Linked DNA regions of Zea mays: region 1 is linked to region 2. Evidence: chromatin contacts called from public Hi-C data. All regions are on one chromosome and are shown on one strand. The core of a region is the stretch at or near the end of the contact, and the rest is flanking DNA. Distances in the headings are between cores, read along the strand shown. Region 1 holds the start of LOC100285839 (cytokinin-O-glucosyltransferase 3). Region 2 holds the start of LOC103641852.

Region 1 (4,949 bases), core at 1,021-3,520, 770 kb before region 2:
TGTACCGCCCGCTAATACATGATTCCTTGAGTCTACTACTAGAACTTCAGCCATACACTGTATCAAGGTATGTAGCCTACGTTGGATCTAATTGGATTAATCTATTTAATTTAATTAATATTTTCATGGTTCATATTAATGCTAATTAAAGTGTTGAGAGAGTTTAATGCCATATTAGAAGTGGAAGAAAGTTTTAACTATCTTTAAAAGTGAATTTAGGGCATTTTTTGTTTGGAATTATAACCTACTCGGATTATGTAATCTAACTTATTTTAATCTAACACTTAGTCTAAAATAAGTTAGATTATATAATCTGGATATATTATAATATCAAACAAACAACCCCTTAGTATATACCTTTTGTGAAGTTGAAAAGGTGACGTATGTGCCACACGTACATGTGCTCGCTCGCGCCTGAAAGTTATATGCTCTAATGAGGATGAATGTTTATGTTTGTTTTGCTAGCGTCCATGGTCATTAAACTAAGCTTCTGTCGCGCCTATATTAGAGAGCACCCCTTCTGCTCAACCACGCCAAGTGACAACTCATAGTTACTCCTACGTAGGAGACTTGTCAAGAGCAGGTCTTTCGAAACTACTGATGTTCAAGTGTTCATCTACTCAGTTGAAGGATGCCACTCATGTTTTGGGAAGTGACAGTGACACAGCTACTCTCGCTTCATCTCCTTCCTGGTACTGAGCTCCAACATCCTGTTGCTGATCACTGCATCAAGCAGGATGAATACTCCAATTGATAACATGTCTGTCCTTAGGTATAGTTCCTCTTTTCAGTCATATTCAGTTACGTTGTTTTCTACTTTGTTCATATGCTAAGATCACACACGTTAATAAGAAATATGGATGAGTGTATTCGTTATGAGCATCTGTTTTGTACCGCAACTCAAAGAATTTAGATTGTCGCCTTTGTTAGGCTGTGTCCAGCAGTCCGCTGACGTGAATGTGCAAAACAGGATGATGAAGAACGATGCGAGCATACAAACAAGATGCTCACTTCCAGCATGTGGACACACAAACAAAGAAGAGGGGGAGAGGATCCGTGAATTTGGGTTACGAGGAGAGGCAGCGTCTTGGAAATGTGAACAATTTGCTTGTGGGCACTTGTCTTACGCATTTGCGACCGTTTACACACTCCGATACATATATATAGCTGCAATTCATTTTTTTCTAGATGAAATTCGGTCAAAATTTATCCAACAATCGAGGTTTCTTAACCGAGGATCGTCTACCAGTTCTATTGGGCACTCTGAATCTTTTACATAAAAAACAAGTATGCAAAACTATTTTATAAATTGGAGACTCCATCATATTTATGTGGCAAAACGGTATGCATATCCAAACTCTCGACTGGTATATACCACGGACAGCCCCACTCTTTCCACTTCCCTTCTTGTCTTTTGTGTGGGTCTACTGTCACAATGTTCACACCTTTATTCTTGTGCTAGTATCTTGCGTACTTTGTGGCAGCCATTGACAAAGGTAAACTGACATCAAGAGATGCAAATGCACCCGCTGAAAATGAAAAAAAAACAAATGTGATTCGAACTAAAATTCCGTCATAATTCATGCACCTTCGACGACATAAGCCCATCCACCCACAAGACAAGTTAGATACTAGCAGGAGGCGGCAGCCCAAGAACTCGATCTCTGAACCATCCACCCACATGCGGGCCCGGGGGAAGGCAGATGGCCCAAGAACTCGATCTCTGAACCATCAACTGCCGAGTATTCTGTCTCCGATGCATTAATCTGCAGTCGCCATCAGTATAACGGTTACAGGCCAAATTGCAACATCCAGGATCAGTGTAAGCCAGCAATGCCGTGGCGTCAAATCCAAATCGAATTGCTTAACCTCTCCCAAGAACGGCCAAAGCCTATTTCTGTGACACTGGCAACGAGTGTAGCAACAGTCACACTGGCAAGCAAGCAAGCAGCACCAGCGTTTACTCAAAGTCGCAAACCAACGAAATGCCATGGCGAAGCTATTGTGGAAGCTGGCGTACGTCGAGCGCCAGCGCTACGCCCAGCGTCGGCTCATCGTGTGGCAAGTCTGGACATTGTGTAATTTGGAGGATTGCAGAAAAATAAATAACTTGTGGAGTTTGGACAAATCCAGCCGGTCCTTATCAGTTAGTTCAGGCTATACAAAGACGACAATGCACACGTCGCCACCAATCTTGTTTTACTTGGCTTTGTCCACTGCACTTCTGCTGCGGTATATATATAAGCCGCTCTGCTAGCAGAAGCAAAACATGCATCGGGAACCCTTACACAGGTAGATACCACAACCCTGTGCAGAGTTCTTGCATTCTCGTCAAGGTGACAGGAACGACATAGGAAATGGAGGCCACCCTGTGCCCAAAGCCCCATTTCGTGGTCATCCCATGGCCAGCCACCAGCCACATGATCCCCATCGTGGACATCGGCTGCCTCCTCGCCGCGCACGGCGCCGCGGTCACGATCATCACCACGCCCTCCAGCTCGCAACTCGTCCAGAGCCGCGTGGACCGCGCCGGGCAAGGCTCAGCGGGGGTCACGGTCACCGCGATCCCGTTCCCGGGCGCGGAGGCCGGCCTGCCGGACGGCTGCGAGAGGACGGACCACATCCCCTCCCCTGACCTCGTGCCCAACTTCTTCGTCGCCACCGCGCGGTTCGGCGAGGCCGTGGCGCGGCACTGCCGCCGCCTGCCCACGGCCACGGCGGCGCACCCCCGGCCGAGCTGCGTCGTCGCCGGGATGTGCCACACGTGGGCGCACGGCGTGGCGCGCGAGCTCGGCGCCCCCTGCTTCATCTTCCACGGCTTCTGCGCGTTCGCTCTGCTGTGCTGCGAGTACCTCAACACGCACAGGCCGCACGAGGCGGTCGGGTCGCCGGACGAGCTCTTCGACCTCCCCGCCCTGCCGCCGTTCGAGTTCAGGTTCGCCAGGAGGCAGCTGCCGATCCACTTCCAGCCGTCTTCCTCCATCCCGGAGGACCGCCACCGGGAGCTCCGGGAGTTCGAGCTGGCCGTGGACGGCATCGTCGTGAACAGCTTCGAGGAGCTGGAGCACGGCTCGGTTTCGCGCCTCGCGGCGGCCACGGGCAAGGCCGTGCTCTCCGTCGGCCCCGTCTCGCTGTGCGGCGCCGCCGCACCTCCTAGCCTCCTCGACTCGCGGGCCAACTCGGACGATGCCAGGCTGTGCATGGCGTGGCTGGACGCCAAGAGAGCCGACTCCGTTCTCTACGTCAGCTTCGGCAGCGCCGGGCGCATGCCTCCAGCGCAGCTGATACAGCTCGGGCTGGCGCTCGTGTCGTGCCCCTGGCCTGTCCTTTGGGTCATCAAGGGCGCAGACACGTTGCCCGATGACGTCAACGAGTGGTTGCAGCGCAACACCGATGGAAGCGGCCTCCCGGAGAGCCAGTGTCTTGCGCTTCGCGGGTGGGCGCCGCAGGTCGCCATCCTGGAGCACCCGGCCGTCGGCGGCTTTCTGACGCACTGCGGGTGGGGCTCGACGCTGGAGAGCGTCGCCGCGGGCGTGCCCATGGCCACCTGGCCGTTCTCCGCCGAGCAGTTCCTGAACGAGAAGTTGATCGTCCACGTGCTTGGCATCGGATTGTCTGTCGGCGTGACGAAGCCCACGGAGAGCGTGCTGACCGGTGCCAAAGACGGCGGTGGCAAGGCGGACGCAGATGTGGGAATGGAACAGGTGAAGCAAGCCTTGGATATGCTCATGGATGGAGGGGCGGATGGGGAGGCAAGGAAGACGAAAGCTAAGGAACTGAAGGCCAAATCAAAGACTGCTCTGGAGCATGGAGGATCGTCATATATGAACCTGGAGAAGCTGATACAGTTTGGTGCTTGAAAATGGAGTGGTCGTGGACTCGTGGTCTGTTTCGGCACCCAAACTTAGTTTATTTCTCCCTAATAAAGGTTAATAAACTAGGACTGCAAGCAAAACGTGGTACATGTAGGTTTCAGGAACGCTGCAGGCCGGGCAAACTTTGTCCAGGATTGCGAGTGGACAGGACAGGAGCAGAGGAAAAACGGCAACAGAAGCGACAAAATGAAGAGTAACAAAGAGCCGTTGGATTGAAGATCAATGACTCATGTGCGTTGCCTAAGAATTAGACATATAGTCATATGAGCGTCTTCTCTATGATACCTGAGGTTTCTTCGATTCCACGTTTTTCCGTCTAGTTTCTCCACTTAGTACGCGTTCGGTTAGCTCTCAATCCATGTGCTCGATTCCACGTTTTTCCGTCTAGTTTCTCCACTTAGGACGCGTTCGGTTAGCTCTCAATCCATGTGGATTAAATGTAATTGGGTGGATTTAAATCTCAAATAAGTCAAACTTATTCTCAATTTTTCCATTCCTATCTAATCCGTGTGTAATGCGAATAACCAAATAATAGTTAAAAATTATTAATTAAAGATTATAAAGTTAATTTGAATATAGATATATGTATATGCTTTGTAAATCATGCCTTATTTGGTAGGCTTCTTCTTCTTCTTCTCAAAAAATGACTTTAGCTCTTGTTTCTTTTGTCAAAGGTGCTTTCCTAGAGAAGCCAAAGGCATACAAAACAATTTCTATGCTATTTTAAAAAAGAAACTATATCTAGTTACATTAGTAATATAGTTAATCTCAATTGTAATTTGTTGTGTGCCTGTGTATCGAGAAAAAATCAATCAATGGTGAAAGAGTCTCTTTGTAAAATATAATTGAGCCAAAGATGAAGAAGTCTGTTTTTTCTTCACTCATTTAATACAAACTAGAGAAGTGCTTTTTCACCTGAATTCATTTTTAAAATATTGTTTAGTATAACTTTATTATTATTAAATATTAGTGAAGTCAGAAGGAGAAGCTTTAACAAAGAAGCCCTAAACTAAAAGGAGTACAAGGGAAAGCAAACCAACACTATGAATGTTAGTAGTAATTAGAGTTATTAAA
Region 2 (4,866 bases), core at 672-3,171:
CGAACAACATAATCTCTATGCACTCGGGATGTGGCTCATTTGTTGCACACTAGACTAGTGTGGTGCCCCAACATTTAGTTTCAACGTATATAGCTCTTCAATCTTAAGTTCTTTTTGGGTTATTCTTTTTTGTCTCGATTTGGCTGTCTTCTTGAGTACCTCCATGACTTAGACAAACATATCAAGAGTCCATTCAACAATTCTAAGCCATAGGTTCTCATCTTTTTCCAACACTTCAACTTATATTTCTCATTTTGTCTCAAACTTAGCTCTAGAACACCGCTTATATATATATATATATATATATATATATATATATATATATATATATATATATATATATATATATATATATATATATATAAATGGCTTAGAGACTCCTTCCCTTTCAGTCTCGAATAAGTTTCTCATCGACTACCAGTTCAAAGACCGACGTTGAGGGCGACGACCATGAGGTTGTCTCTATTGTTCTCTTTTTTACTTGATTTCAGAAAAGGTGGCTATGTTACCATGAAAGATTTGCTCGAAGTGTTGTGCTCTTTGTTGTGGCCAACTAACAGTGTATATTCTTATGTGTGGCATGTATAAAGTTTGATCAAATTACAATCAAATTAACTATCATAGATATAAACTATAATATCTAGACTTAAAGTCCTAGTTGGTCATAAGGCCTTTTGTTTGTAACAAGATACACTTGAAGCAGGTGCAATTATAGATGGTCATTTGGCACTAACACGATGGGCCAGCTCAGACACGATACGAAAAAGCCACGATGGGCCAGCTCAGACACGATACGAAAAAGCACGGCCCATTTGGTATGCGCTATATATTTTCTAGTTTTTGTACATTAATTCCGTGTCTAATATATAGTTAACTAAAACGTACTAATTATTTTAGTGACTGATATAACGACTACTTCGCCGGGCAGGGACGAGAGCTTGAGAAAATGGTCCGACTTACACGCAAACCATATTTCTGTTCATGAACTATATATATATATATATATATATATATATATATATATATATATATATATATATATATATATATATATATATATATATATATAGACACACACGCATACATACATTTCCATATGATGTAACGTGCAGGTCGGTTTAATTGGGAGGAAAAAATCGTTCGCGGCGAGGATGATGGGCCCGTTTGCCTGCCGGGCGTGACATGATGATGAATGTGTTTGGTGGCCTGTAATTATGTCAGCGTGGATGGGACGGGAGAGAAGGCGACACATGAGGCTGTGTGCAGCGCATGCGACCAGCCCCTCCCTCCCTCTCCTAACACTGTATACGTTTCACATAGTGTAACGAGAGGGGTGCAGCGGCCACCCCTAAAGCCTCAACAGTGTTAGCACTGAGAATAGTGCTTCGCTAGATGTGGAGGGCGGTGGCGATGCCTCCAAACACTATACTTGTACTGTTTAATTAAATGTTCGTTAAAGAAAAATTGATAATAGATAAAAGTAGGTGTAGTAAATGTTATTTTATGGTTATAGTGGGGTATAGAAGAAGTATTTAAGAGAACCGCTACGGGAGATGAAAAAGCAAGGGATAAAATATTAATGATATAATTCAACAAAGTGATATAGGAATAGAAATTTAGGGAAAACCGATGCGGGTGGAGACGATCGAGGCACGGTCTACCTTGCGCTGGTTTGTTTTAGCTTGTTTTTTTCCTCGACGAGCTTTTCTTTTCTGAAAATCTAACTGTGGTAAAAATTTAAAGTACCTTAGGATTACACATAGAGAAAGATAAATGGTGTCTATAGAGTTTATGATATAGAAAATAATAAATTCCTACTATCACGACGAATTGATCGATTATGCATTTACGTTAATTTTGAACAGTTTTCATCAAAGACGACGACTCGGGGCAATAGATTTATATGTCATTAGGGTGAGTGGGGATGCACATGCCACGTGCTATCCAGCCGCTGTCATTTGGCGCGGTCTCCGGATCCGTGTCTGGTTATACTCTAAAGCAGCAGCAGCTTGGATGTTCGTCGACGTCCTTGCGCAGCTATGGAGCGATTGGGGGCTCCGGTTCTCTGTAATTTCCAGCTTGGTGACAATCGTCGTCCTCAGCCTCTTGTCCTGGACACGCCGGCGCTCGACGTCCGGCCGCTGGCGGTCGATCCTGCTGTGGTTCGTGACGCGCGTTGTCTGGTTGGCATACCAGGGCGCCGAGATAGCCGCGACGGGCGCCCTCGGAAGCCTGTCCCTCTCCGGCTCCGATGGGTCAGCGGAGGAGCAGCAGGTGATAGCGTTCTGGGCGCCGTTCCTGCTGCTGCACCTGGGCGGCCCGGACACCATGGCCGCCTACGCGCTGGAGGACAGCGCCTTGTCCGTGCGCAAGTTCCTCGAGATGGTCTTCCAGGTCGGGGGCGCCTTCTACGCTCAGTACAAGTACATATATCGCGCGCGCACCTGGACGCCGCTGGCGACGGCGTCGGCCATCATGTTGCCCATAGGCATTGTCAGGTATGTGGAGAAGTGGTACGCGCTATGGAAATCCAAAAGCATGATGGAGGAGGAGGAGGGGGAGGAGGAAGAGGAGGAGAAGAAGAAGGTCGCGGGCGCGGGACCGGGACCGGGACGATTCACATCCGCAACAAGCAGCAACGACGCGCTGTGCCTTGCTCAGGATCTGTTCCATGTCTGCCGTCGTGCCTTGTCCGATTCTTCGGTGCTCCCGGGCACGGAGAAGCAGCGTGCCAGCGAGGAGATCTTCCTGCTGGGATGGGAGCGCATGTGCAAGGTGGTGGAGATGGAGCTCTCGCTCATGTACGAGGCCCTGTACACCAAGGCCATCGTGCTGCACACCTGCCCGGTTGCAGGCTACCTCAACCGTCTAGTGTCGCCCCTCGCCACCGCTGCCGCAGTGTTGCTCTTCAACCAGTATATCGGCAGCCGCAGCCGCCGGGCCATCATCATCAGGAGATCTTTCGTCGACATCACCTACCTCTTGCTGGTTGTTGCCTTCGCCATGGACCTGATGTGGCTGCTCAGAGCCCTTGGTTCTACCTGGACGTACGCCGCCCTCAGAGAGGCGCGGCCATGGGCATGGTGGCTTCGCCACCACTTGCTGTGCAGCGGGAGATGGCGCCGGATCCACCGCGCCGTCGACGCCCTGCATCCGTTGTCGTGGTTATTCGGCAGCGATCCAGTTAGCTACTACAGGACGTGGTCGGGCACCATCGGGAGGTACAACCTGCTGCAGGCGTGCAGCGTTGCTGCTGCTCACCGTGGTGCCCGCCGTCCATGGTGGACGCGGTTCGGGAGCTGGCTGGAAAAAAAATTGGAGCTGGAGGAGACAGAGTATCTGCGTGAGCTTCCTCAGGACGTCAAGGAATCGCTGATCCAGCGAGTGCAGCGAATACTGGTGTCGACCAAAAATAATAATGCTGATAAGAAGACGGATGAGAATGGAATTGGATGCCGCTACACCCTGGTAGACATCAGGACACTCTGGGGTCAGCAGGCCCTGGAGGACGCCAAGACGAACCTGTTCGGTCGCGGCCGTAAAAATGGTAGGAAAACAAGTAACAAGAAACCGAAATTGCCCAGCTTCGGCCGTGAATTCGAGGAGGACGTCCTCATGTGGCATATGGCCACCTGCATTCTCTTCTCGTCATCAAGCGGCAAGGAGAGCATAGTCAGCATACCAGGGGGATCCTCGGCCGACGCCGCCGATGCCCATGTGACGGCGATCAAGGTGATGTCAGAATACCTCATGTTCTTCGTCGCTGTACGTCGACACATGCTGCCTGGCCTTGTGCTCCACAGCCTGCTCGAGAAAATCCGCCAAACTTTGCACGAGATATGGGACGACGGCAAGAAGAAAACTACTGGTGGTTCGTCGTCGTCGTCGTCTACAGCAGCCAAAGATACTCCGCCTCCTCAAGACAAGCTTGCCGAAATGCTGCTAGAGAGACTGAAAGCAGGTCGGAGATGGTTTGACCGAAACGAAGGCAGGCTCGTTGTTGGTAATGCAGCTGCGCTTGCTAATACACTAATAGAGGCTGGCATCAGTGTGCAGAAGCGACAGCAAGTGCCGCAGCTGCTGGAGTTCATCTTCAACGTGTGGGTGGACAAGCTGCTCTATGCGGCCGCCAGATGCAGCGTGGAGAGCCATGCCAAGCAGCTCAGCCGCGGCGGCGACCTCACCACCATACTGTGGCTTATTGTCCAACATGCTGCCCTATTTCGCATCGGAGAATTAAAACCGAAGGAAGAGCCTCAGGAGGAGGAGGAGAAGAAGAAGGAGGAGGAGGAGGAGAAGAAGAAGAAGGAGGAGGAGGAATTGAAGCCTTTCTGGCCACAGTATCCAATGCCAGCGCCACCGTCGAAGCCAGCATATGCATATCCAGTTCATTACATTGCAGATGAAGAAGAATCTGACGATGCCGAAGAATCTGACGATGCCGAAGAAGATGATGACATGACGAGGCATGCTATACTGTACTAGTTTATATTCGTGCGTTGTAACGAGACCAAATATAGTCTCATTAAATTAAGTTTACATGTCTCTACTGTATCATTAAAACAATATGGTGTTTAAATGTGATTTTTGTATCATCATGTTTTGTCACACCCGGGTTTTAGGGGCACCAAGACCCGGGCGCGAACATAATCACCAGGTGTGCTGGGACCAAGTCTCACACATATGATGAATCATGGCACATGATCGAATGTCACATCTTTACTATATAACAGGAGTTTTATACAAAATAAATAAATAATTACATTATAAGGAGACAACGGTCCAGCAACCCAAAGTTGACTGGGAGACGACGACCTAGACCTCTCACGAACACATCGCAGCATCCTCCAAGCGCCTCATCCTGCG

What was found. Hi-C and Micro-C count contacts between places; a contact is called where the count stands out from the background.
Region 1: a contact with region 2 is called in a Hi-C map of ear, with 3 times the contacts expected there. The contact joins the promoter of LOC100285839 here to the promoter of LOC103641852 in region 2. A contact is called at or near these places in 2 of 25 Hi-C or Micro-C datasets (ear and leaf).

What each region holds. Positions count from the first base shown.
Region 1 is chr10:134,432,596-134,437,544 of Zm-B73-REFERENCE-NAM-5.0, reverse strand. It overlaps LOC100285839 (cytokinin-O-glucosyltransferase 3), which reads left to right and starts at 2,270. Exons shown (of 1, transcript NM_001158729.2): 1 at 2,270-4,178. The coding sequence starts at 2,358. The coding sequence ends at 3,860.
Region 2 is chr10:133,665,183-133,670,048 of Zm-B73-REFERENCE-NAM-5.0, reverse strand. It overlaps LOC103641852, which reads left to right and starts at 1,921. Exons shown (of 2, transcript XM_020545912.3): 1 at 1,921-3,961; 2 at 4,050-4,595. The coding sequence starts at 2,014. The coding sequence ends at 4,240.